Linked DNA regions of Mus musculus: region 1 is linked to region 2. Evidence: chromatin contacts called from public HiChIP or PLAC-seq data. All regions are on one chromosome and are shown on one strand. Each heading gives the region's core, a stretch centred on a gene start, on an enhancer-like site or on the middle of the called end of the contact. The rest is flanking DNA. Distances are from core to core; before and after follow the strand shown.

Region 1 (6,757 bases), core at 2,466-4,965, 330 kb after region 2:
CCCTGCCCATCTGAATCACAGGGATGTTTCAAGCAGTGCTGTTAGCATTGCATACTTAATACAAAGTTCTAAGTCCATTCTTCATAAGAAAGTAAATATCCATTTCATAGACATATAGGCCTTGAAGTATTCAGTTTCATCTGACTTCAGACGTCAGAAGGTTTCAGAGTGGACCATGATTCCAAGAATCAGCCAATGTCTATTTATTTACAAGAAGCCAATTCTTCCTGTGGACTCTTGACAGTGGGACAGTGGGAGCCATGCTGTGGACCTACCTGTCCCCATCTCCCTCTCTCACAGCCTTGCTTAAAAGGACACTCATTCCCGTCTCTCGCTCCTATGAGACATGTGAGTTGACGAATGACAAAATTCAGAGAAGTGCTTCATTCTTCCACGCATCATCCCTTTCTATCTTAAAAGCATCATACGGGAAACTGATATAAAAAGTTGCATGGATACAGACATGTATTTAATCTTTGCCTGCGGTGTCTTATGGCTCTGACAGATAGAGGGATCCCCAAACCTGTTGGGGTTGAGCAGTTTCACTTGTATAGTCCAGGACCCCAAGTCCTGGTAGTTCTATTGTTGTAATGGTGCTGCCCACAGTAGAAAGATCCTCTCCTGTCAGCTAATGGAATTCAGGTAACTCCTCACAGGCATCCTGGGAAGTCCTTCTCCCAGGGTGACTCCTGGCTGTGTCCTGTTGATAATTAAAACTAACCATAACATCATCAAAAAGTAACTCAAAGCATAGCGTCCCTAACAGAGGGATGATGGGGATCTCTCCCGGTTTCTTTTGTATATTGTTTATTTAAAATAATTAGTGCTCATTTAAAAAGAAGTGGCTTTCTTTTGCTCAGCAAGCCCCATTAGTCTTATGTGGCTGTGTTTGCATTCCCAAAGACTCATTACCTCTGTAGCCTTCACCTAAGGGTCCAGGTTCCCGAGAAGTTTAGGATAAAAATGTTTACCACCCTGTAAAATGGATCTACGTGCTTGTGTGGAGACACTGCTTGGGATGGCCAGGCTCAGTAAAAGGACGCTCCACCGTAGTTCTATTGGCCAGGCTCAATAAAAGGACGCTCCACCGTAGTTCTATTGGCCAGGCTCAGTAAAAGGACGCTCCACCGTAGTTCTATTGGCCAGGCTCAGTAAAAGGACGCTCCACCGTAGTTCTATTGGCCAGGCTCAGTAAAAGGACGCTCCACCGTAGTTCTTCTGTGGTTCTGGATGCTTCTCACCCAGGAAAAGTAAATGACTGGGCTACATCAGAAAGCCATTTCTCTGTATTACTTTTTTTTTTTCTAATCTCATTGATATAAGCAACATATTGCATACAAACAGAACGTAGAAGGATTATTTGTCAGCTGTGTATTTGTGCATCGGTATGTGCCTGTGCACAAGACAGAAGGCATCTAAAGTCATTTTACTACTGGGCATGGCCAGTAAACAGTGCCCCCCGTGGAGAAGAGGAATAGGTAGATCTCCCGCATCTGAGAGCTGTGATGGGTGGGCACATACACAGCAGCATCCTTTTGCATCTCTGGTATCTTGAAAGTGATTTCCTCAAAGTGCCTTTGGCTAAGCAGATGATCTCCAGTACACTGCTTGACATTTTACACACACGCACATAAATTGCAGGTGGCAGTCATTAAATTCCCCTGCACACCGCCGGCAGAAACTTGAGCCAGCCGATTACTCCAGTGGCAAAGATAAGTGTCTGTCACCCACAGGTAAGAATGAAGGACTGTGATGAGCAGGAGCCTGTCACTGGTATGGTTCAGCCTAGACTGCCCCCATCCTCTTTTGGTATACTGTATTCCCTTTCGTTTATGAATACACATTTTTAAAAGGGAGGCTTCTGCAGCAAATTAATAGTGTGTGTGGAAATGAGGCAGTAGAGGGCCTCTTTAATTGTGCCTTCCACACCGCCAAATTCATACTGCACCCATTTAACCCTCATGCTGCCCGTGGGTACTGCATTATGCTAATTTACCATTAACACCTGCACCATCTACACCATATCAAGTTTTTTTCAAAATATACACGAGTTTAGCAGAGCAGAGATACCCCGTTGAGAATGCAGTTGATTTTATGCCCAGTAGGGTGTGGTCATTTGGCATGGATATATTCTTTTCATAGCTGCTAATTATTTCATTCAACTGATGGCTTACCTACAGAAAGAAACAAATAAGTACACTCTTTAAAGAAAGGCTCAAGGCATGAATGTGACCTACAGTCAAACGGTCCACCGTGTTGGTTAGTAGCTGATACCTGTGCAATGCAGGAGAGTCATCAAGTTTTTTTTCCAGAACCCATGTTATCCTTCTTTATCATATACATCACAATTAATTTTCTTTTGTATTAATTAATGATTAATTAATTAATTGGCCTTTGTATTAGACACAAGTTGGAATGACTCGGCAATTCTGTCAGTTTGGGCTCAGACCCAGTGTCATTAGTCTAATCTCTAAAGAGCAAAATCAGGAATTATGTTGTCCATTGATCGTTTTTCAATTCTAAGAAACATATTCTTTTAAAAAAAAATTGTCACCAGTTTCATACCTCTAAACCTAAGATCCAAAAACCAGGGAATGGACATTTACTTCTGAGCCCAAGTGCAATAAATCCTGGACTGTAATTTGCTGGAAACTACAGATCAAATAGAATTCGAAGTTGGCATACTCCCTCCACAATAACAGGTTGCTTTCCGTGAAGCCTGGTTCTTGACTCTGATTTTTATCTGCCCTTTGAGGATAGAGTGGAAGTCTTTTCCTGCTTCGGGACAGACAGGGAAGTGATTGAATCAAATCTTGGCGTTGGTATTCAAGAAGGACGGGCCTCTTAGTCTTCCACATGTCTCCATTGAGTGCTTGCTTGCCTTATACTTGGGAAGGTCATTTCCTTGCTTGGGACCTTGTCTTATAGAGCCTAGTTATTAGACACTAACAAAGGCAGAAAAGTTGAAAATGGCTGGTGTCTTATCCTCAGGCACGTCAAAAGAATCTCCCAGCTAGCAGAAGAAAGCATCCTTCTAGATGGTGGATTAGATAATCGTGTCTCCCTGTCCCAAAGTGGCACTGCTTAGTTTGAGATACATGGGGGAAGGACAGTCTCAAGGACTGGCCAATTCCTGTTCCTTTTCAAACTAGGGAGGGAGGGAGGGAGGGAGGGAGGGAGGGAGGGAGGGAGGGAGGGAGGGAGGGGTGTGTGTGCATGCATGCATGATTGTGTGTAAGTGTACATGTTTGTGTGCGTGTTCGTGTATGAGGGGTCTAAACAGAACACTAAGTTGCCCAAAGAAGGTGGGGCTCAGCTTCTGTGGGTAAGAAAAACAGGCACGGAGCTGGCGCCTCTTTGTCCCTGTCCCTGGGAGAAGGTGCTCCTTGCCTAATTGGTCTGAGAAAGTGAGAGACCGCTCTGAGCACTCTGTAATTGTTTAATCTCTTGCTTGCTTGTTTAATCCTCCAGTTGACACATCCCATTTGCTTCGTCATGGCTCTAATTCTGTGTGTGGAGAGAGACATTTCCCTGTCCTTATTTTGTTCCTCTCCCTACACATATTCACTCATAGAGGGCATAGCAAGTCTCCAGGGGATTAAGAAAAAATTCCGACACGTTACACTAAGAAATGGTAAAGTGTGTAACCAGATATTGACTGACCTTTCTAAGAAAAATTCAACAGGAATTAGCATCAACAGATGGTCACCAGCAGTGAGCATGAGACCCTGAGTCACTCGCTGAGAATGAAAGGTCTCTAGGCCAAAACGTATTTATAGGTGTGAGGGCTGCACCAGCTGTTTGTCACAGTTGCTAGGTGACAAGTTATTACAAATCTTTTTTTAAAAGCTTGTTACATTGGACGATGACATGGCTAACTTTCTGAAAAATACTGTTTAGCTTCGATTTATGTATACTTCCTATCTCTAATAAAATCACACTGTGAAACAGTCTCCCATAGTGCTCTGCCAGGAATCTTCTAAGTATGTTTGAATGTGATTATTGGATCACGAATTCACACATGACTATGGAAAATCTACAAAGTTACCAGAGAAGTGTGTGTGAGGCAAGCACTGGAACAAGCGAGCTCTGTCCCCAGGCCTTTCTGCTTGTCTCAGAGAGCTCAGAAGAGAGTCCACAACATTTTTAATGTGATTTAAAATCCAATGGGGAGTGAGCATTACAAGGATCATAAACCATCACAGTGGAATTTCTGCATGAAGACAATAGAAAAAGCATGGCTTCCAGTAACAGATCTCCTGAGCCCCATTTTCTCTGGGGGTAAAATGGAGACTGGCACACCAGTCCTGACTCGCAGGGTGCTGTGGTGACTTGTTGAGAGAACAAGGATCACGTAGTGATGATCTGAGACAGTGCTTGCCGATGAAGCCCTTAGCAGACCGCAGTCAGGGCCGTCCGTCATTATACAGAAGGATATAATTTAGTCTGAGCAGCTGGCCCCAGACTGTAGGATGGCTACTGGGAACTGCATAGAAACTGCTACTGTGCTTGAAAGAGAGAAGAGGCCCAAGTTTGGCCTAGAACCAGGGCTGCTCTTTACCTGTCTCTATTTTGACTCATTTCGTCGTAGTTAGGGATGGATGCCCTCTGCCATTCGTCTCTGAAGTGATCTGTATGTTCCAGTGTGGACCGTGTACTTCCTGTGCCGGTCACTCCTGTTCCATGTGACCTTGAGCCACACAGATAAAGAATCTAGACTTCAACTTCCTCGGCAGTAACCTGGAATATAATAAATCAGACATGATCACTAAAATGAGGTTATTGAGTTTCTAAGTGTCGGAAGAGTCCCTGTCCCCTGGAAGGTGTTGTCTGCTCATGACACTCTGGACTTGAAATGGGTTTCTCTGTTTATCTGAATCATTATTCAATCTCCCTGGCTCTTTTCAACTTAAAAAAAAAGTTACCTAAATAAAAAGTCTTGCTAATCTGTGTAATCTTATTCTACAATTATTTTTAATAATTGTCTGCCTCATAATTTAAAATGTATAGTTTTCAGTTATTTTAGCTTAAAATGTGTTAGTTCTTTATTTTGTTACAAATGGCAGAAATAAAACTGAAAAACAGCTTTATGAAAAGGAAATTGGCCTTAGTCTGTAGATGGCCTTGCTGTGTACATTGCTTCTTGGTTTTAGCAGTACTAAGAATTCAAACTGGACCTTCAAGATTCATTTATATTCTAGTCCCTCCCCCAACACACATAACATACAGCACACACACACACACACACACACACACACACACACACACTTGGTTTTTCCTGTCCCTCTCTTTCCCATCTCTTTGGTAATTATCTCCTTTAACAAGTTAAAAATATGTGAAAATATTAAAAATGTTTTGTTTTGAAAAATAGTCTTCACTTTTAAATAGACTTTGCACTTTGGGACAGTCTATAGCCACACAGCAACAAGTTTATCCTACCCTGTCCACAGCAATGAAAACATTTTGTATTTAACAAGTTTGTCTCTCTTATCCAACCCCCTTAGTTTACAAATTAATTTTTCTCTAGTAGCTTGAGATTAAAAGCTATTTCTAACATGTCACTTTCATGTGTGAAGTCTCTCTCCCTCTCTCTCTCTGTCTCTCTGTCTCTCTGTGTGTGTGTGTGTGTGTATACATGTGCCATGTGGGCATGGGTGTGTTCTCAGGCACTACGTGGTCATGTGTCATCTCGCTGGTTGAGGGCTATGCCTCCTCACTTGAAGTCTCTGGAGTTAGGAACAGTAACAGTAAGCACACTTGCTGTAGACTCAGTGGACTATGAGAAGCGAAGTGCCCACAAGAGATCTTACTTTTTGAAAATGACACTAAGACTCACTTGTTTCGGTATTCGTGTTGTTGGTCAAACCCTAGCTAGCACATCTCCCCGCTTTCAGATAGACAGTTTATTTTTTTTTTCCATTTTTATTAGGTATTTAGCTCATTTACATTTCCAATGCTATACCAAAAGTCCCCCATATCCACCCACCCCCACTCCCCTGCCCACCCACTCCCCCTTTTTGGCCCTGGCGTTCCCCTGTACTGGGGCATATAAAGTTTGCCTGTCCAATGGGTCTCTCTTTCCAGAGATGGCCGACTAGGCCATCTTTTGATATATATGCAGCTAGAGTCAAGAGCTCCGGGGTACTGGTTAGTTCATAATGTTGTTCCACCTATAGGGTTGCAGATCCCTTTAGCTCCTTGGCTACTTTCTCTAGCTCCGACAGTTTATTTTTAAAGAGCGTTGACTCTCATGTTTCCTGATCTTAGAGAACCCCCTAATGGAGAATACTGTGTCCTACACTGTGAAGCCACAGACAGCGCACGAGAATTCCATCAGGTTAAATGTTAGACTGCAGCCAGCACTTTTTACTGGGCATGATAGCACATGCTATAATTCCAGCACTCTGCAAGTAGAAGTCTGAGAATCAAGAGTAGTAGGCTAGCCTTAGCTACATAGCAAGTTCAAGGCCATCTTGGACTACATGGCATCTTGATTCAGAAACCAAACAAACAAACAAACAAACAAACCAGCAACAAACAAACACACCCCCTCAAACCTTGCTTTGGATAACTTTATATTTTTAAAGATTATATGTTTTGTGTGAGTCTGTGTACATGACTGTAGTTATCCAAAGAGGCTAGAGGTGTTGGATCCCCTCTGGCTCTGGAATTTCAGGCCTGTGTGAGCTGCATGAGGGGGCCATTCTTGAAGCTAAGCTTTGGTCTAGGGAAGCGCAGTGCATGCTTTTAACTGGCG
Region 2 (6,449 bases), core at 1,637-4,136:
TGCATGTGGGATCTGGTGTACAATTTTTCCTATATGAGTTAAGTAAGGGACACTTATTAACCATATCTTCTTAGGTGACATATATCTATGACTAAACATGATGTCCCAAGACCTTTAGTTCCTCTACTAGGGAGGCAGAGGCTCCTAGATCTCTGAGTTTGAGGTGAGCTTAGGTCCCAGGACAATTAGAGCTAAGTTAAGAGATCTTGTCTCAACAAACCCCTTGCCTCCCCCCAAAAAACAACTAAAATCTATGCATGCATATGGCTACAGATTTCTTATCATAAATGAACCCTTTGAATGCTCCTCTATTGTTTTGATGTCATATAAAGAACATTCATAATTATATGAAAGAATATTAGTATATTCTTGAACATTATTATTGTTCAACCAAAAACATGTTGAATCAGAATAAATGCAGAAGTAACTACAATAACTCAATATTTTCTATTAAGCAAAAAAAATACACAAGCAATATCATTTTATTAACTATAATTTGCATTTTGGACCATATAGTTGTTTTTCATAAACTATGTTGTTTTAACGTGTATTTATTTATCATTCCTTTAAATTATAAAAACAAACACAACAGCACTTTAAAAACAAAAAAACCCAAACCTACTGTGTGGGCTCAGGCCTATGCCAGTGCTCAGAAAGCTGAGACAGAAGGACCTCAGGTATGAGACAGACCTGAGCTACTTAGGCTCAACAACCAGCTGGGGCTAGCTCAGTTGGTAAAGTGCTTGCCTAGAATACACAAAGCTCTGGGTTCTATTCTCGGGGATGCCAAAGTGCCCTAGAGGCAGGGAACATCAGAAGCTCAGAGTCACCTTAAGCTACACAGAGAATTCTAGAATATCCTGGGATACTCCAGATCCTGTCTCTAAGGAAAAATGAACAGACTTTAGGTTTTGTTTTGTTTCTTTTTTAAAGTTTTAAATCTGCAGAAAAAGAAGGGAAAGCCCAGAGTGGCCACACAGTTAGGTAGTTCCAGGCTTCTCTATTACCAAGTGTTGTGTTAACGTAGCACATCTGTTTTAGCTGATGAGCTAGGATTGGCTCGGATGTTGACTTCTGAGAGGCCAGGGGCCAAGGTTGCCCAACGAGTCTGGAACAGGACCGATGCTGGGAACCAATTCACACCCACATACTCTAACCAGCTCTTTAAATCATTTTTCTTGCAGAGATGTGTGTAGATTAATGGGATAATGGCATAATTGTTCAGCTGCCCTACCTGAACACAGCTGGTGGCAAAGCTCATTTGACTAAGCACTTTGGTTGTGTTGAGCATTTTTGATATCTGTTCTGGCTCCATCTTAACCTTCCTTCAGCCTCGTGTAAACCCGTGGAAAAAACCAGCCACGTGGCATAGCACATGTATCATTAACTGGTTTATACCTTGAATCTTCCCTCAAAGTGGGGAGATGGGAGTAAGGTCACCAACACTAATGTAATGCTTTGGAGTTCAATAATGCTTAAATTCCCAAATAAAGATGACAAGATGGTTCACATGTTCAGCCATTTCATTCAGTCTGAGCACAAGCTTCGACTCTCCCAACTGCAGGTGGATAGGACATCAAGAAAAAGCCAAATATGTGATTGATCTTCCAACATCTGGAAAAAAAAAAAAAAAAAAAAAAAAACCTAAGAAGCGGGTACCTAACCAGGCAGGGTGCAGCTTGGGATAGTGAAGGCTGTGTCTGTTTCCAGAAAGACTGCCCTGGAAAGTATCTTTCTCAAGCGGCTGGCAGTTAACAAATCCTTTAAGTAGAACTTCTCAAGTCAGTTCATTGTTGTTCCCAGCTTGCCAGTTAACAACCTGCTGCTGGACCAGCTGTGTGGTTCCGGAGTGAGTCTGACAACACCCAGCCGGTTGGTTCAAAGGGTTCATAGATCCAGTACTTGGGTGACCTGATCTTGCTAAACTGCTACAGAAGGAAACTCCTTCTGAGCTGTTGGGAGTTCTTTCTGCAGTGGGCCAAGCACCAGCTTTGGAGGGCCCTCTGGACTCCTGTTAGGAAAGCAGACTTAGGAATCCCAGTCCGTGTTACAGGATCCCCAGATTCCTGGCCACAATAAAGCTGGAGTTGTCTCGGTGAGAATCAGGACTGACTCCTGGTGAACCGAGAGCAATTACCCATCTCTCTCGCATCTGCTCTACTTCCTTTACGTCCAGAAAAAGAGGTTACAGTTACAAGTGCTATAGGACACGTCCCCTTCCAGTATACAAAACATTTCCCTGTGGCTATCAAAAAACCCACTTGGAGCAGAGAAACTCAACAAGGAAAAGCAGCTTTCAAAAGTTCAGATTCCTGTTTTCCGCTTCCTGTCCTGGGATCGCACGATAGAGTCGCAATGATGAGATCCACGTGGAGCAGGTTCTTGGGGTGTCTAACATTCACCGCCGTGGGGCCCCTCCTCTTCAGTCCCGGGTAACTTTCTAGTATCTACGATCAGAGGGAAGAGTCAAGTCATCTAATAGCGCCTAGGCCGGTGGCAAGAAGACCCAGGAGAAGCACACTGCTCTATGGATTCAGAGTGGATCTAGGCGGTAGCTGGGACTCCGCGCACCCGCCGCTCTCAGGGAAAGCACAGGGCAGGGCTCCGAGGGGCGGGGCCGCGCATCCGGTGGGCGTGGTTTGGGTGGTAGCTGGGAGAGGGCGCGGCATGTAGGAAGCCCGAGCAGGCTGTGGGCGGGGCTATAATGGGCGTGACCAGGAGTCGAGTAGGCGGGGTTTGGGTATATTTGAGAGCAGACGCTCAGTCTCCGCAGGTTGGAGGAGTTTCTGGGGGCGGGGCCAGGTCCGTAGGAGGCGTGGCTTTACTCGTGGAGGCGTGGTTATATATTGGGGGCTGGGATTGAGGGCGGGGCGGACCGAGCACAAGGGTAAGCGAGACCGGAGAGCTGGTGAGAGCCGGCCGCGCCTGGGGCGGGAGAGCTCACCGTTGTTGGTTTGCTGGTGATCCGAAGTCGTCCACCCCACCCCCGCTGGGACCGAGCGCCCCCGGCGGAGCTCCAAGGGAGGCAGGCGCGTCGCCAGCCCCTTGCCGGCCCTCCCCCAGCTCGGGAAGAATGTGCCACCAGCTGTTCTCCTCCCGGGAGCACTTCGCCCAGAAGTGAGGAACTTGGAGGAAGGAGAGACAAAGGCTGTGGTTGGGACAGAGGAGGTCCGAGACGCGGACAAAAGGTGCGGAGGAGCAGCAGCGACCGGGGGATGGCAGAGCGGCGGCTCCGCGGGCTGGAGTCGCCCCGAGGCGCACCGTGACACGCGTGGCTTCCCGGGACCTGCCGCTGCGCTGACTTCCGCGACTGGAGCCGTGCCGGGAAGGTGCGGGCGCCGGAACAATGGACAGCTTCTTTCCCGAGGTGAGTGAGTGGCGGGGAGGACCTGGCTGAGACCGGGACCCGGACCGGCACACCGAGCGCGCCCCAGCGCCTGCGCGTCCCCAGGAGGGGAAACTTTGTGGGAATCTCCTGAAACCCCACTCCCTCCGCCGGCCCCGAGTCTCGGATGAGTAAGCCTAGGCAGGTTTGAGTTTGTCCTGCGCTCGCATGTCCCCGGGCGTGGGTGGCTAGCTGACACTCCGCGCCAGGTGAGTCCCCGGGCGCCGGGTGGGGGAGAGCTGCGGACCGGACGGCTCGGGTGCAGGAAACGCGGTAAAAGGCGCAGCCGGGAGGTGCCTTGCTCCAAGAAAGGTCTGGGACTTCCTTTGCTGAACGTGCGGGCTTCCTGTGGCTTCCAGAGGAGCCGGCTAACGAAGTGTGAGCCGGCCGGCTGGGTCCTCGGTCACTGCTTGCCCTGCCTCATTGGGCTTTCAAGTCTGGGGTCCTTACTTTACTAGTACTGCTCAGGTCGGGTTTGCAGATAATTCCAGAGTACGAGACCGAATGATCTTGTTTTTAATGCCATTTTTTTTGGCAGATCTTGAATTCGAGTTTAAATAAAATTTGTTTAGGGCAAACAATGGTTATTTTAGAAGATGAAACCGATGCCCGCTTTAGGGTCTTTGAGGGCGGGACACCACAGTTACTTGAGACGGGACTTGAAAGTTCCCTTTTCCCCCAGGGATGGAGAGCCGCTCTGGTTTCTTGGCCCCGATTCCTTTCTTGGTTGTGTTTATTTAATAAATTCTGTTTAAGTTTTGAGGTTTGAAGTGGCTCAGAGTAAACTTAGCTGACTTTGAGAGAGGCTGATGAGATTTTTTGCTGAAAAGTCAGGGTGAGGTTTTTGTGAATCCAGGACAGTCTTGGAATCTTCCAGCAAATCAGAGTGGTGAGAATTTGCCTGTGCTTTGGCTAGCTTGCTTTGTCAGAGTTAATTGGCTATAGTGTTTCAAGGTCTGACGTTCACTTACTGTACTCTCAGACAGCTACTTATAATGGCCACAGTGATGTATTGTATAATGTTCGAATTGACTTTTACCAAAGTGTTTGTCTCTGTCACCCTGAAAGGCATCCTGGAAAGACATTAACCATCCATTACTTAAAAGAAGGGAAATATATAGAAAATAGAGACCTCAGAAATATATAGAAACTAGAGACTCCTTAATGGCTTTTTAAATTCGTGGGTGTTTGTTTCCTACCTGTATGAAGGCAGCAGGACTTTTGAGTTGGTCTACAACAGTAAATTACCGCTAGGCTGGGTTTTTAGTTGCTTTTATCTATAAGAAGAATGAGGTTTTGTCTCTAGGGAAAATAGTTCTTGACTTGGTGATCTTTTAGAAAACTTGTGTGTGGTTGTTGAAGGGCCACCAGTCTCCCTAAGCCTGAAGACCAAAGTCTCCCCTTGGGTAGAACTCTGCCCCCTAGTGTTAGTGGCGGAAACTTAACCCTAGCACTAACCCCTCTAAGTTATGGGACTATTCAGTAATTCCAAAAACTCCTTTTCACCTGTGTTTCTCTGTGAGGAGATCTCCGTGATTGGAATAACAGTGAAGTTGTCTTTACTGGTTGCCTATTTTCATTTTTCCTCTTTCTAGTGAAGAATCTTAACCCAAAGATTAGTAAGTTACCAGCCCAAGGTTGAAGAATGTGTTACTGGAGGCCTAGCCTTTCCCCTTTGATGCCGGTGGCTGGTATTTCTGGGATATACATATACATATACATATACATATACATATACATACATACACATATATACACATACACACACACACACATATATATATATATTGCTTTTAATTTGCTGGCATGTTTATGTTAACATCATGATTTCTAGTGTTTATGTTATCATAGTGATTTCTAGTCAGCTGTCAGCATTCTGCCCTCCACGTAGCGGCGGGGCAGGTGAAAAAGCTAAACAGTGATGTAGTGATGGGAGACACACACCTGACATAGAGCCTTTTACCTTAATGTCTGAGAACACCGTCAGTTGTCCTGAGAAGGTTTATCCAGTTAGACTGGAAAGCGCTGGAATCACATGGTGTCCAAGGGCAACTAGCTTCTAGGGACTGATTGGTATCCAGGAGCAAGCTAGCTTCTAGGCCTTCCTTAACACTAAGCAGTGTTCTGCTCTTTGTTAACTTTTCTCTGTGATTTAGAGATAACGACCTGTTGCTTGTTAGCCAACAATTTGAAACTCATGCTAACAACTAAAAAAGAAATTAACCGAGTGAGGCCTTACATGTGTGAGTCAGATAACAAGGAAGTAGGAGACACTTGTGATTCTGTGTGGCTGCTGCGTAGACCACCTTTGTCATTGGGGGCCAGGTACCTCTTTGCTGGAGGGGCTGTCTACGCCCATAGCACAGAGAGCAACATCTCTGACCTTCACTCACTCAAGACATGTACCCTTCCCCTCAACTTTCAACACCCAGAATGTGTGCAGATGTTACTGAAGTCACTACAGCCACAAAACAACTCCCAGCTGAGCTGCCCTGAGAGAAGCAGTTGCCTCATGGTCCTAATTCCTGTGTGTGCGCTTCTTGTCTGCACTTGCCTGGTTTAACTGGGATCAGACATCCTGTTAGGGGCCAGTGGCCAGGGAAGCTTGCAGGGCTTGTGCCAATCAGCTGACACTGCTGCCTTTAAAATTCGCTCCAGGATTGGCGAAAGGGAGTGTGCCAAACTCCCCAGTCAGGTTTCAGTTTCTTCATGGCCTTCATTAAGTTTTTATGACTTCTCTTGAGTTAATTGTGTGTGCTCATGCGTAGGAAAGCTTGTGTTTTCTGCATTTCTTGTGACATTGTTATTAAAGAGTTGACTTCAGGCAGAAACTAGGTTTAGGTATGTCTGTAACCAGAAGCAATTATGTACAATAAAACACACACACACACACACACACACACACAGAGTGAGAGAGAGAGAGAGAGAGAGGGAGGGAGGGAGAGAGAGAGAGAGAGAGAGAGAGAATAGCAAAGGTTCCGCTGCAGAAATGACAAGACTGTTGTGCAAAATCGTTGAGGTTTTAAGTGGGCTCTGTGTTCCCATCCCCAGAGCCAAGGGCCTG

The links. HiChIP or PLAC-seq counts read pairs in DNA pulled down with a chosen protein or histone mark.
Region 1: a contact with region 2 is called in a CTCF HiChIP or PLAC-seq map of the NIH/3T3 cell line, with 7 read pairs. The contact joins the enhancer-like site here to the promoter of Myo10 in region 2. A contact is called at or near these places in 2 of 39 promoter capture datasets (liver and pre-B cells), 1 of 15 datasets of contacts at CTCF or cohesin (the NIH/3T3 cell line), 3 of 484 Hi-C or Micro-C datasets (cardiomyocytes, embryonic fibroblasts and myocytes), 3 of 115 datasets of contacts at active chromatin or transcription factors (embryonic stem cells, extraembryonic endoderm stem cells and microglia) and 2 of 9 other capture datasets (adipose tissue and pancreatic islet).

What each region holds. Positions count from the first base shown.
Region 1 is chr15:25,953,251-25,960,007 of GRCm38.p6, forward strand. The region is part of intron 3 of Retreg1 (reticulophagy regulator 1); the gene reads left to right. Among named protein-coding and RNA genes, the nearest start is that of Mir7212, 8.4 kb to the left of the region's middle. Within about 2 kb of position 3,716, at least 65 of the 459 cell types and tissues checked have an H3K27ac peak or open chromatin away from gene starts, as enhancers often do. A contact at or near this core is called in the NIH/3T3 cell line, cardiomyocytes, embryonic fibroblasts and 3 more, where this site is marked.
Region 2 is chr15:25,619,664-25,626,112 of GRCm38.p6, forward strand. Myo10 (myosin X) reads left to right here and starts at 2,887. Exons shown (of 41, transcript NM_019472.2): 1 at 2,887-3,367. The coding sequence starts at 3,347.